2 separate regions of the Drosophila melanogaster genome follow, and region 1 is linked to region 2. The links are chromatin contacts, called in public Hi-C maps. All regions are on one chromosome and are shown on one strand. The core of a region is the stretch at or near the end of the contact, and the rest is flanking DNA. Distances in the headings are between cores, read along the strand shown. Region 1 holds the start of rpr (reaper). Region 2 overlaps Eip75B (Ecdysone-induced protein 75B).

Region 1 (6,200 bases), core at 852-3,351, 400 kb after region 2:
ATAAGTGCAAAAGTTTAATTAAAAGTCCTGGCCGCGTTCGCGGAACACAGAGTCATATCCTTCGAGCTGATGACGAGACCCTCAAGAATTGCACATCGAATTTTTCCCTGCCATTTGGCGCTTGCCAAAATTAACTTAAAAATGCAAATTGTTTTGTTAGCACCTAATTTTTTGAAATTATAGAGGGGAAAAGATGTCAAGACTGCCGTAGGGGCAACTCCCCCGCCTGCTCTCTCTTGTTACAAAGTTTCTGCATCGAAAAATCTTGGCAAATATTTTTGTATTTCCTTTTTGCATAATTGAATTTTCTTTGTGTGTTTTCTTGCTGCCGTTTGTGTTGAACAATGTTGTCGGAGTGGCTGAAAAGTTTTTCTCAGAGTGGAAAAGTTGGACTAAAAGACTCATTCTCCCTTAACTTTGCACATTCCAAGAAATTGGGAATTCATTTTTTTATATTAAAAATAAAATATCTAATGGTAGAAGTGGTATTATTATATAGAATTATAATATTCATACATATCCTAATTCAATTGATGTGATTGATCTTAACAATATTCCAGTTTTTGGAGTTGATCTAGCCATGTCTAAATATACATATCGATAAGATATCGAAAACTAAAGAACAATGAAGTTTAAATAAATCTATTGTCTGGAAAGTGACTAATAAAAACGTGGTTTAACTTTCTACAACAAATAGTTTATATCAAAACTAAAAATAATGTGGTTAAGATTCTATTATATGTAATACCGATTTATAATTATATTCGTTCTACAATAATTCAAGAAATTAGCTTGCATTAATATTATTATAACTAAATTATTATTATTATTATAATTATTATTATTATTATTATTTCCGGCAATATCAATCTTAATATTTTATTAAGATATATTTCAAAGCGGACTCTGTCACCGAACGCCGGAAATCAAATGAAAAACTTTTTCAAAACAAAAAAAAATCTTTAACGTTTCCTAACCAAACACATGTAAAATAATTTTCACAACCACCGATAATTTCACTGATTATTAAACAGCCTTCTAGAAAGTTCCTTTTACCGTCGGCGAAATGAAATAAAAAATGTGCTTGTTCCAAACTCAGTTTTTCGAGACATCATCTTAGGCTTTCTTCGCTTTTTGTATCTAAATCTTATAAATGGTAATCTGAAAATATTTAAGTAAATGAAAAACCAACAATTTTTTTAGTTTTTGTTTTTGTTTTATTGACTTTTTGTTTGACAAAAAATTGATGCAATTTTTAGCCAACTTCGACTCATCTTCGTTTTTTTCTGGGGTTTCTTCTTAAAAAAAACTTAGAAAAACTCGTCTTACAAAAGAACTTACAAACTATTACAGTAGTAATTCATTTAAATAGGCTTTAAGAGTAAATTATTTCTAAAAAAGTTGATTTATATCATTGAAACATTTTTGTAAAAAATTGGGGACTTTATAAAAACGTTATTTTTTCAAATTTTTCCTCCGCTTTTTTGTAGAAACAAAACCATTATCACAATCGCTTTGATGAGTAAACTAAAATTGGGTGGGTGTTGTGGCTCTGTGTCCTTGACTGCAGTAGAAATCGAGTGCCGTCGGCTGATGAGTGGTGACTGTGTTTGGGTTTTGGGTTGGCTCATGCTTATTTCCTTTGTACTCTGGATTTTGGACTGGACTATTGGTTTTCCCCGTATTTGTTAGTTACTCGAATCCTCATTGCGATGGCTTGCGATATTTGCCGGACTTTCTTCCGGTCTTCGGATGACATGAAGTGTACTGGCGCAGGGTTTCCAGGACGACGGTGGCCAGGAATCTCCACTGTGACTCCCGCAAGCGAAGGATCTGCTGCTCCTTCTGCTCCGCCTCCCGCAACAGAGTCGCCTGATCGGGTATGTAGAATGCCACTGCCATTGTTGGTTTATCTTTCTTCTCGTTCGGAATTACACAACTGGTAGTGACTCAATAACTTTCTCTTCTGCACAATGAATATTTATCGAGTTAGTTCTTTGTTGCTGGCGCACACACTTTTCTTTCGTATTTTCGAGTTCGTTCACTTTGTTCTGGTGTCTCTCTTATTCAATGATTTTTTCGAGATGCGTTCGCTGCGATGGTTGCTTTTCAACTGAATATATTGAGTAGTGCTCCGAGGCTATTTATACCTGGTTCTCTCACGCCGCCTTGTTCTCTGTTTTTCTGGTGGTGGCTGCTCATTTTGGCCTTCTTCGCTCTTCGGCTCTCTGGCTGGGGTTTTTTTGTTTTGGTATTTCTGTTGACATCGTCTCATTCGCAGCTCCCAAAAAAGTACTACTTTTCATCGTGAGCGGGGGCGGGGCCACCTTGCGCCTGTTGCCAAGCGTGTTTTTGTATGAGGTTGTGTTGTTGTTGCCAGGTTGGTGGCAGCGCCTTTGTTGTAACTGTGTGCGGCGAGAAGTACAGTTAGCATATTAATTGTATTAAATCGTCGGGGCATGACAATCGTTTCTCATCAAGGAGTTCGACAGAGAAAGACATACAAGAGTTGCTTCACGACTAAAGTTTGGAATACCCTCTAAGATTAACATTATTTACACTAGCTACCCATTAGTGATTAGCAACTAAACTAAGCCGGATACCTGATAACAGCCAAGTACAACCATCTAGCCGGTTTCATATTAATCCTTCGAATTTCATTTCTTAAATATTAAAAATATTTATTTTCATCTATGTCAATCAGCAAAAAGTCCTTTTAGCTATTACCGCCAGTATATTTTCTATAATATGATTAAATTCTTGAATTGTAATTAATAAGAAAATTCCAACTAAAAATGATGGAAAAATAAAACCAATATTTTTTAGGTTGGACACATTGATGCTATTAATAGTACAACATTTAAAGTACAAACTATTTACATAATTAAGCAGAATAGCTTCTTGTAAGGGTATTATAACAAGTGGGAGGCGGATTCACTTGAAATATGGGCAAGTGGGCAAGGAAGAGTTCCGTTCCATTTCTTGAATTATTTTCTCTCTTTTCCATGGACCAGCCCACCTGCCATATCTAGATAGATCCCTCTTTATCAGTATCTCGCGCTCTACAAGTGTTTACACAATCATCCGAAGCTTCCGACTAAGAATTATGACAATGTCATAAATTAAAGGCCATATACAGTATATTGACAACAATGGGCTCGTCCCATTATATTTCGTGTGCAATTTTATTCATTTTCATTAGAGCGGAACCAGACGGATATGATATGATACGATATGAATGTTTTCGTTGGAAATCATACACGAAAATTTCCCTGCGGCTTAAAGTATTATTAATTGCCTTCCTGATGGATATGATATCCGAACAATGTATTCTTCCAACATATAGGAAGCTTATTGAAATTATCTTTAATAATATATATTCTGCATTATTATATATAGGTCGTTTACATTTTAAATCTCAACTGAAACTTTCTCTTTAATGACGTAAATACATATTTCATCATTTTTCATCGTATCTAAGTCGGATTACCCATAAACATACTATTGTTTTGTTCTTAATTTCGTTATGATGTTTAAATAAATTTCATATATATATGTAATAGAAAATTAGCTCTTGAAACTCCACCTGCATAATTCTAAAATCTTTTACCCCACCCAAAGAACCGCGATGAGTTTTAAGTTCCATTCAAACTCCACCCACAAAGCCGTAGTACCGTAATACCGTACCCACACACAGGCAAACAGCCGAATCTTACGACGTGCGTCTCAAGTGTTTCCACTGTGATAGAGAATAGCCATCACTTTGGGGGATGTTCTGCGTCATCGTCTATAGCGACCACCTCTCCACAGCTCTGATGTCTAGGTCTATTGTTGAAGGAACTACTCTACTTTCCTCGGCCGGGCGTGCTCGTTCTCTTTCTTTCACACTGCCGTCCTAGTCGCACAGCAGAACCATTCGACTCTATAGTTATTTTTTCATGAGTCTTTTCTTTCCGGGTTCGCGTCAACACACACATACAACATATATAAATCCGGGACAGTTGGGCGTGGCTTACGTTCTAACAGCGTTTTCTGCTCCAGCGGGCAAAAAGAGGAAGCCGAAAAATGGGCATTCCCTCTCTTTCGCACGTTTTGGGGGACGACCAATGTGGTTCAAGTTGGAAATTTATGTTTTGGGTCTGCTTTCGTTTTCTGGGGCGGAGTTTAGGTTGGGACCTTTTTTATGTAGCTGAATCATTGCCAAGAAGGGTGGAGCCAGAAAGGGCCTTAAGTTAACCGAAACATGGCTAACGTTATCCCTTAAATGTATGTCCTTCGCGGTAACCTGCGGTAATTTGCGCATCAGTCATAATTGAGGCTGTCGAATGTCAATTAGTTCGATGATTATCCTCTCAAGGCCTTTATCACAGACTTCATTCAGTTTTTCTTTCCTTAAGATTCTGATCTAAATCTCTAATTGCCCAATGAGGCGATATTTTCAAAGTAACAGATAGTTATCTACGATTTTGGGTACTTGTATTTTCTTAAGGGATAATGCGGGTAATTATTGTCATTTTTATTCAAATAATGCATGCCTCCGGTTGGGGTGCAACAGGCAAAGTCGAATCTCGACTTGTTTAATAACCCATATATCATTTGCATAGATAACTGCCTGACTTTCAATTTAACTTGTGTCTTGTGGCCTATTGAGTTTGTCAAATTGGATTATGTTTCTTCGATTGAGTTTTCAATCTACATGTTAAATGACCCACATGATACGATATTCATTCCTGGGAAGTGTGTCAATCGAATTTTCGATCTACCCGGAAGTTTGCCGATCCTGTTTCTGATTGGGATTCCAGAAATTCACTTTACATTTCATGAGGCATCCAACGTGATATTCCCAAATGAAAGCAAATTTTTAGCGATAATTTCATCAGTTTTTTTTTCTTACTCCTCTCCGCAGCTTGTGACGTGTCTCTGTCTTTGTCTGGGACTGCCTCAAATCGGTATGTCTTACATATCACACATTGTACGTACATATACAAAACATTCGTAACATTCACGAATGCTAATGAGTAATATCAACAATGCGATAACTTGCGCAATTCCCCTAATTTTTGCTTTTATTTTATTGTACCGTTTTATAGGGTATCTACAATCATTCTTGGCAAATAAAAGAAAAGAATTAAATACTAGATTGGCAATCATCTCTTTGTACCTTTATGATCAAACTGCTGTGTCATGCACAATACTCATCGTATAATCCGTACTTCAACCAAATCTACAGGTTGTTCATTATTAAATTGTTAGCTATTAGTTCCAACCGTATAATAACAATTTAGTGCAGTAGTTTCAGCTTTCTCTCGTTCCATTTCATTTGTAATTCTACTATTGGATCATTTATGTTATATTCAGTGGATAAATTGATAGCTTTTACATTACAATTTATTTTAGACCTATATTTTAAATTTTCCTATATATTCCCTGCATTACCCATTATTTAAATATTAAACGAAAACCGTTGGAGTAAAGTTGCAGGATTGGAACCTCCTTCCTCTATCCTTATATGCAGTAATAAAATAATTGGGCCGAAATCATCACTCATTCTTAAAGTTTCCTCTCAGTCAGGTTGCTCCCCCCGCCCCCAGCCAATGCTTAATAATATTCCAAGAATTGCGCAACGTTCTCGAACAGAATATTGTCATCTCTTTGTTGCTCCCGCACTGTTTTCAATCTCGAAAACTCTCAATTTCTCACACTTTGGTGTTTGGGTATCTTTTTCGGCTGCGGCTTCGTTTCGTTAATTTGTGTTAATTTTTTATGATCCCAACTGGTGGTCTGGTTTCTGGTCTCCCTTTCGATCTTGTCAGAAATGTATATTTCGTTTTATTTGATTTCCCATTTAGAAAGCCCAGACGGGGCAAAGAAACAAAGACAATTGCCAAGTGATCCGTAGTGCTCGGGTCATTAACTCACTCTCCTACCTTTTCCCGTAGCCCCTATCCCTATCCCAAAGCCCCTTCCCCAGCGCAATCTCCTCTATTCACTCATTTTGTAACGCCTGTCATTGAGGGCTGCTTAGGCAGACGACCCAAACCGATCCCGATCTCCAGCCATCCGATCGTCTGGGTCGGAAGCTTAAAGCGCGCACCGCCGAGGAGCTACGTTTCCCAGACCCAAGACACCAGACCCCAGTCCCGATTCTCGGGATGAGTCATACCGCGAACACATCGGTGGATGAGATGGGAATTGGATGG
Region 2 (6,769 bases), core at 1,878-4,377:
CGCCTAGGTCAATGCTAAATTTATTTCCTGGATCGTTGAGCCACGTGTGGCTGAATTAGGAGACCCCCGATAACCCCTCCCTGCCCAACACCTTCCCCCCACATTTGACCCATTCAAGGCTAGACACTCGCCGTCTCACTCGTGCGTTCCAAAAATAATCTTTGACTGAGTTTTCCTTGTTTCCATTTTTCTACTTTTCGGCACATTTGTCGGCGGGGGAAAATTTAACACATTTTCCTCGGCAGGCGGGAGGGTTTTGTTTTTCTTTTTGGAATACGACATGTTTTTCTCCAAACAGATATTCATTTTTTCTTAGTCTTTATGGGGGTATTTTTGTGGGAATGTGGGAGCTGTTTAGGATAAATTAGCTGTTAATACCACTGTTTATTGAATGAAATTGACAATGCGTCTAACACAAAGTGCACATAGGGGAGGAAGTTATATTAAGATGATCTCTAAAACGATCTCTTCAATTGCCATCTTGATAATATGAAGATTGTTTGAGAACAGTTTGCTTAAACCAATGGGGGTGCTCGCACAGAAATTCTATTGCCTTCATATCGATACATGAGCTACAAATGCGGATCACTCCGGTACCCTTGAATCAAATCTCTAATTACCTTTATCCCTCTGCTCTTCGATCACTTTCACATCGAATTGCTGACGTTGATCGGCCACCGGACTCCGTAATCAGAGACTCGAGCGGCATAATAACAACAAAAGCACATTTTCCTTCAGCCGCCAGACCCAAACAAAAATAAACATTGAACTTCCTTATTAATGCAATTTCAATAATGAGAACAGTCCAAGGCAGCTCAAGAGTCAAGTCCCCGGAGCGGCGAGTTCGAGTCTGGAGATGCGCATACGTATAAACGAGCAGACAAAACGAAAGTGGAACCTCCGAGGAGATCAGATCCCCATCCAGGGGTTCAAGTGGGGGTCAAGTTCAATGAGGGTGAACTCTCCAAAAAATAAAAAATGTATTATTATCAATATTTGGGAGATGGTATTCGCTTTTATTAGTCTTCAAGGGACTCTGAAGTACATATGTCTGCGTTGTATGTATGTATTTCCTTATCAGTATCATGGGAATGCCCGGCTGACTGAATTTACATTTTCGTCTAATAGCAAAAGGGACAGGCCCTCTATCATTTACACATGACGGTTTAAAGAGTCTTGAATGAATAGTCATAGTTTATGTGTGTTGGAAAATTCCATCTTTTAATCTATCTATGCATGTACTGGGGTTTTTAAATGATACATCATTCAGACCTGACCACGTTTCTAATGATTACATTTTTTCTGCCAATTCCCAATGAGTTTCGCCATGTCATGATCTGGCCCGCGATCACTGTTCGCGATCATGAGGCGAGTGAACTCCTTGGAAATGTCATTGGCTTTCTCCCCCCACCCATCCCAACTCATCCGAACCATCCACATCCCCCCATCCCAAGCCCAAGTTGTATCTCGTCGCTCTCCCGTTTTATGTTGCGAATTTCAGTCCGTTTATCAGTATGGTATATGAGGCCTGGCTGGCTGTTACTTAGTCACTTAGTCACGACAGCTGGATCAAAGTACTACGATAAAGAAGTGTCCCTGACGCAAAACTCGCCTTCAACTCTCCGGCGAACGGCGTACGGCGTACAATTGACCGATAAATTGAGAATGAGGGCCGCACGCACATGCCAGAGAAATGGATCAGTGTGTGGCATCAAATTTATATTATTTTACTTATTTTATTGTGGTATAATCATTGACAACTGTTAATCGGTTGGCGAGCGGTTGAAGGCTTCCGTGCTACTCCACTGATCAAGTTGAACGACTCTTTTATAAATTTTTCCTTGTGCATTTTGTCGCTGGATTTAATTTGCCAAAAAAAAAAATCAAGCTTGCCATCGCAGGGGTAAGGTAAATACGATAAGAAAAAAAAAAAATAAAATAAAATAAATAAAAAGAAACTTCCCCGTATTAGTTGTTAACAATTTGGGCAAGTAGATTTTAGAACTCCGAAACCAGTTTCACATTGCGTAACTCCCCATTCTGTCTGTCTGTTCGTCTATCGCTCTTTGGTTTATCTATGTGTTTGAGTATCTGTATCTATATAATTAACGCACAATGAGAAGGTGCGTGAGCCCGCCGGTCTATCCGTCCGCCCGTCCGCGTTCATGAACTCGGTCAATTTGAAGGCCAACCATTTTGCGGCTTACGCATTGAAAATGTGTGTATTCCGCCTGTGTTGTTTTTTCTTTGTTTTTTTTTCTCGTTTTAGCTGTGCCGAATTTTTTTTATAGTGATTTTTCGTACTCGAGCAATTTAATTTTTTTGCGTGCCTTCTTTTTTCCGGCACTTTTGGTTGTTCTGGTAGGATTGTGTCGTTGATTACGCATAATTTTTGGGCTGGTTCATGATGTCATGGCGAAGGGGCGATGGGTACAAGAACGATCCGAATGTACATATGCATGATATGTATTCTGAAGGTTGCCCCCAGTGAAGACAAGGGACCCTATCGCTATTAAAATCGGCGATAAAATTAGGCTGGCAAAAATATCAGATTTGATAAATGATGTGAACTCTACACACCTTGGCAAGAGTATCTGAATAATTCAAATTAGATTTGTCATTTAAACTTATACAATTTAAGTAGTTTATATGTCTAGATATGCACTTGTTGGTTCAGTTTATACATTCCTATCAAGGTTCTTCACAAATATCGTGCAATAATACAAAATCTAATCGCACAGTTCACGTAATATTTCACTATTCTTTCGCTTTCTCAGACAGTTTCCCGTCTGGAAATGCCTTCGATTACCAGGTAAGTCCCAATAACACCTGTAAGTACAGTACTACCCCCTGAAGTTCATCACCCACGTGTAAAACTGATAAAAGCCGTAAGACATAATAGTTTTGGGGCAAAGCCTATGTCATAATGGCCACTAATCGGGCGTGTGTGTGAGAACTACGCGTACAGTGGAACCACATGCGCCTTATCGACGTAACCAGCCAGCAAACTTAAATAATAATAATAATAATAATAAACCCTCACACACACACACTAATGGGAAAGCAGTGACAGTTAGTCTCTTATCGGTGAGTCTTTGTTATCAGCGTCGAAACCGAAATGAAGGTCAGCAGCACAAATTCCTCGGCCCAGAGTTCTCTTATCTTTGTTCCTATATGCCCGTCTCTTTTCCACTGTCTATCTCCGTCTCCCTCTGAGCGCTTTGTTCCTCCGCGTCACTTTTTCGAATACCCTTTTTAATGAGGGTACCATGTTATATATGATTGTTTTCTAAATTAAGAAGAATGTTTATTTATTTTTAATATTTAATATTTAGCTTATATGTATGTATATATGTACGAGGCCAATCCTACTTCGATTTTTACAAAAATCATAATTCTTAGAAGTTTTTAAATTGATTTCGAACTTACTTATGTAAAAGAATATGGAAATACTTATTCTTTTTAATAACAATATAAGGGTATGTATATTCCATATTAAAAATGCTTTTTCTCTCATTCCCATATTTGTTGGTCCTCTTGTTTCTGATAAAAATAGCTAATAGAACAAGTCACAGTGTGTGGGCGGAAAAGGGGTAGCGGGTGTACAGGTGTGCTTATCAGCAGTTGATTTCTATTTATTCCGGACTCGCTGTATTTTCGTAGTTTTTGCAAAAGGTTAAGATTCGATAAGGGTTTTCAAGGTCCACGACAACTGATAGTTCGGGTACAGTTACATAATCTATGCAAAGCTTTCCCTGCCCACGCTTTTTATTAGCCAAGGTCGTCAGAATTTTTGCTCATGCGTTTGTGGTGTTGTTTTTATCGCCTGTTAGGAACTGCAAAAATTCTAAATAATACAGCCACATCTTGACCATGGCCTGGTCTCAGTTTGTTGAACTGCTTTCCTCCATTTCGCCACCACTTCCTCTTGTTTGCACGAGCCCATAAATAGTTATTAGTTTTTGTTTGCTGCATAAACAATTAGAGCCAAGTGCCAAAAATTATCAAAGAACCGATATGTGTTTAGACTTGCAAAAATTTCCATGGACTATGAAAAGTTCACAAAGGCTAAGGAGAAGGTCGAGAGGTCAAATGTTGTAATTTATACAATTCTTTAAACAATCTTTAACCATTTCTTTAAATCTTCTTTAAATTTAAAATAAATGAAATTAAAACGTGTGTTTTTAATACACATTAACCAGCACTAACTCGAATTTTCCATTTAGCCTGATCAGTGGGTTTCCTGTTTGCCGCGTCAAGGAAATTTCCAGAAAATGCTCCACGGCTTGATGCTCCACAGCATTTTCCATTTCCCCATTAAATCCTGTATACGTTTTTCACTCCCTCTCGGTTCTTTTCTGGTTCTGGGATTGTACTTGAACTCGTTTCTGGACCTCGTCTTCTGTTGCTTCTTGTTGTTTGGTTTATCTGCTTCGTGAGCGATTCGAGTCGGTTCTTTTCGGTGGTTTTTCTATTGCCGCCTCTCCCGGGCACCAGCTTTTCCCATTTTCCACTTCCCATTGTTATTATCTGCTGACATGCAAGGGCAGGAAACGCATTGCCTTATCGGTGCTGGGCGGGGTGCAGTGGGAATTAATCAAAAGTGCCTTGGAGCAGACGCCTCCACTTGAGCGATCCGATCCGACGCGATGCGATGATCACTCAACTCAAACTCAAACCACGGACTCGCTTCAATCAAGGCGCATTGAACGTTCAATGATCTATCCCAATAGCAACGCTCATGCCCCGCTTAAAAAGTGAACTCGACATTGAAAAAAATATAAAACCAAATACACATACACACACACATAAAGCAGGCCACATCGATTGTTACATAGACCGAACATCATGACAGGAAAATTGCACCACAAGGATGGACATTTGAATTACCCTCTAAGATGTTATTACAAATTGACTGAATATTGAATGTATATTTAACATCAGCTTGTTAATATTATGGTAACATTTTGCATTCTTAAGGGGAATAAAAGTTTATTTATATCCTGTGTTGGTTATATGTGAGATTTGGATCAAAATAGCTTGCATTTATTTCGAAATTTGTATTTAACTTTTAAACAGCACAATTTAATTTAAAAACTACATATTTTTCGCTTAAGTAGCAAAACATAAATGTTCTACTTAAAATGGTACAAGCCAGAAGGAAAAACAATATTACTCCATATGTATAGGGTATAGCAGGCATTGGCGTAGAAAAAGAGAGCCATGGAAAGAGATAGAGCGTGCGCCGAGCGAAAGAGAGAGCTGAATCTGTGTGAAGTTCAAAGCCACTGCACTGAGGCTGAGATTGCTACGATCCCCTGCCCCGCGCCCCCACCCATGCCATCCACTTTCCAGCGATGTTGATGTAGGTTCGTTTCGGTTTGGTATTGTTTTTCTTTTTTCCTCTTTGAATGTCTTGCCATGGGGAGGCTGCACTTTTGCTTTCCCGCTGCACAGATTTTCGCTGGTGTGTGTGTGTGGATCCTCGGATTTTTCCACTCGCAGCGGATCGCTCATTGAGGGTCTTTAACCCTTCGGGCAGTGCAATGCACTCTTCCCTCCGACCGTCTCGCTCTCCTGTCCCCTATCTCTTTTCCGACCGTTCGTCTTGTGTGCAATTTTTTCTTGCACATTCTTCTCTGGTCGCCGTGGCTTTCGGATTCGCATTCGTATCTATGCCTAGTTGCGTGCATTGACTCTACACACAGATACGCACGCACACACCCAACTGCAGCGGGGTGGGGTGGGGGAATGGTTTTACGACTGCTTACAGTTTTGTAACTGTAATTGAGGGCTACTCGCACTCCAGTCATGCCAAACTATAGAGTTGCACTTTCGAATAGTATAAATATTTAACAATTATATATTAAAGATTTTAATGGCACATGGTTATCTTTAATATTCTTTGAGTTTACGGCTCTTAGATAATGATATCAAGAGTCCAACACATTTATTATAATAATTATTTTAACGTTACCAATTTATTTACAAGAATTTGTAACTTTTAATATTCATATATCGAAGTATATTTTTAAATGTTTTTAACAATTAGTTCGTTACTATATCTTAGGATCTCTCGACTACCGTGCTTACAATTTTAAGATAAATTTAGCTTATCTTGCTAACCATCAAAGCGCCTTTTATCAAGCTTCAAGCCCTGTTTTGGTGGGAAAATAGCCAGGCTAACAACACCGAATTCGCACCCCGCAGCTGCAGTTTTAGTTCTGCCCCACTCCCCTCCTCCGATCGTGCTTAGTTTGTCTGATAAGCTGTGCAGTTTATTGACTTGTCTCGTGGCCTCTCACTCTAACGCGAGCCACGCATGCGCGCAGTTGGCCAAGTTGAATGCACTTTTGGCCATGTGTTTGCGAAAATTGGTAATTGCCGCACGTGCTTTCTAGGATTACGCCAGAGACACAAAACCTTAACCCGGGCTATCTTTCTTTTTACCCATCAATCTCGATCTCTCCATATATTGGCATTTTCCAGTACTCATGTTTAATTGGCAATTTGCACTTGGTCGGGTTTGTATAATAAGCTCTTGAACGGGCCTTGAATTATGGCTTTGCATTCGATAGATAAATAGATTCGAACGGTAGTTAATTGGAATAGATACTTGGACACTTAATAACAGAGACACACAGATGCCTAATGGCTCATCGGAGGGATAAATTATGGCGAAGAATATGAATTTAGCGTTGATTTATGAATGACGGGAACTAAATAAGGTGGCAGAACAGCTAAGCAGTTAATATTTTGTCTAAAGGAA

The links. Hi-C and Micro-C count contacts between places; a contact is called where the count stands out from the background.
Region 1: a Hi-C map of the S2 cell line shows a contact between it and region 2, with 2.9 times the contacts expected there. A contact is called at or near these places in 3 of 107 Hi-C or Micro-C datasets (the Kc167 cell line, the S2 cell line and embryo).

What each region holds. Positions count from the first base shown.
Region 1 is chr3L:18,396,334-18,402,533 of dm6, forward strand. It overlaps rpr (reaper), which reads right to left and starts at 2,102. Exons shown (of 1, transcript NM_079414.3): 1 at 1,202-2,102. The coding sequence starts at 1,902. The coding sequence ends at 1,705.
Region 2 is chr3L:18,000,209-18,006,977 of dm6, forward strand. All of the region lies in intron 3 of Eip75B (Ecdysone-induced protein 75B), which reads right to left. Among named protein-coding and RNA genes, the nearest start is that of lncRNA:CR45921, 22 kb to the left of the region's middle.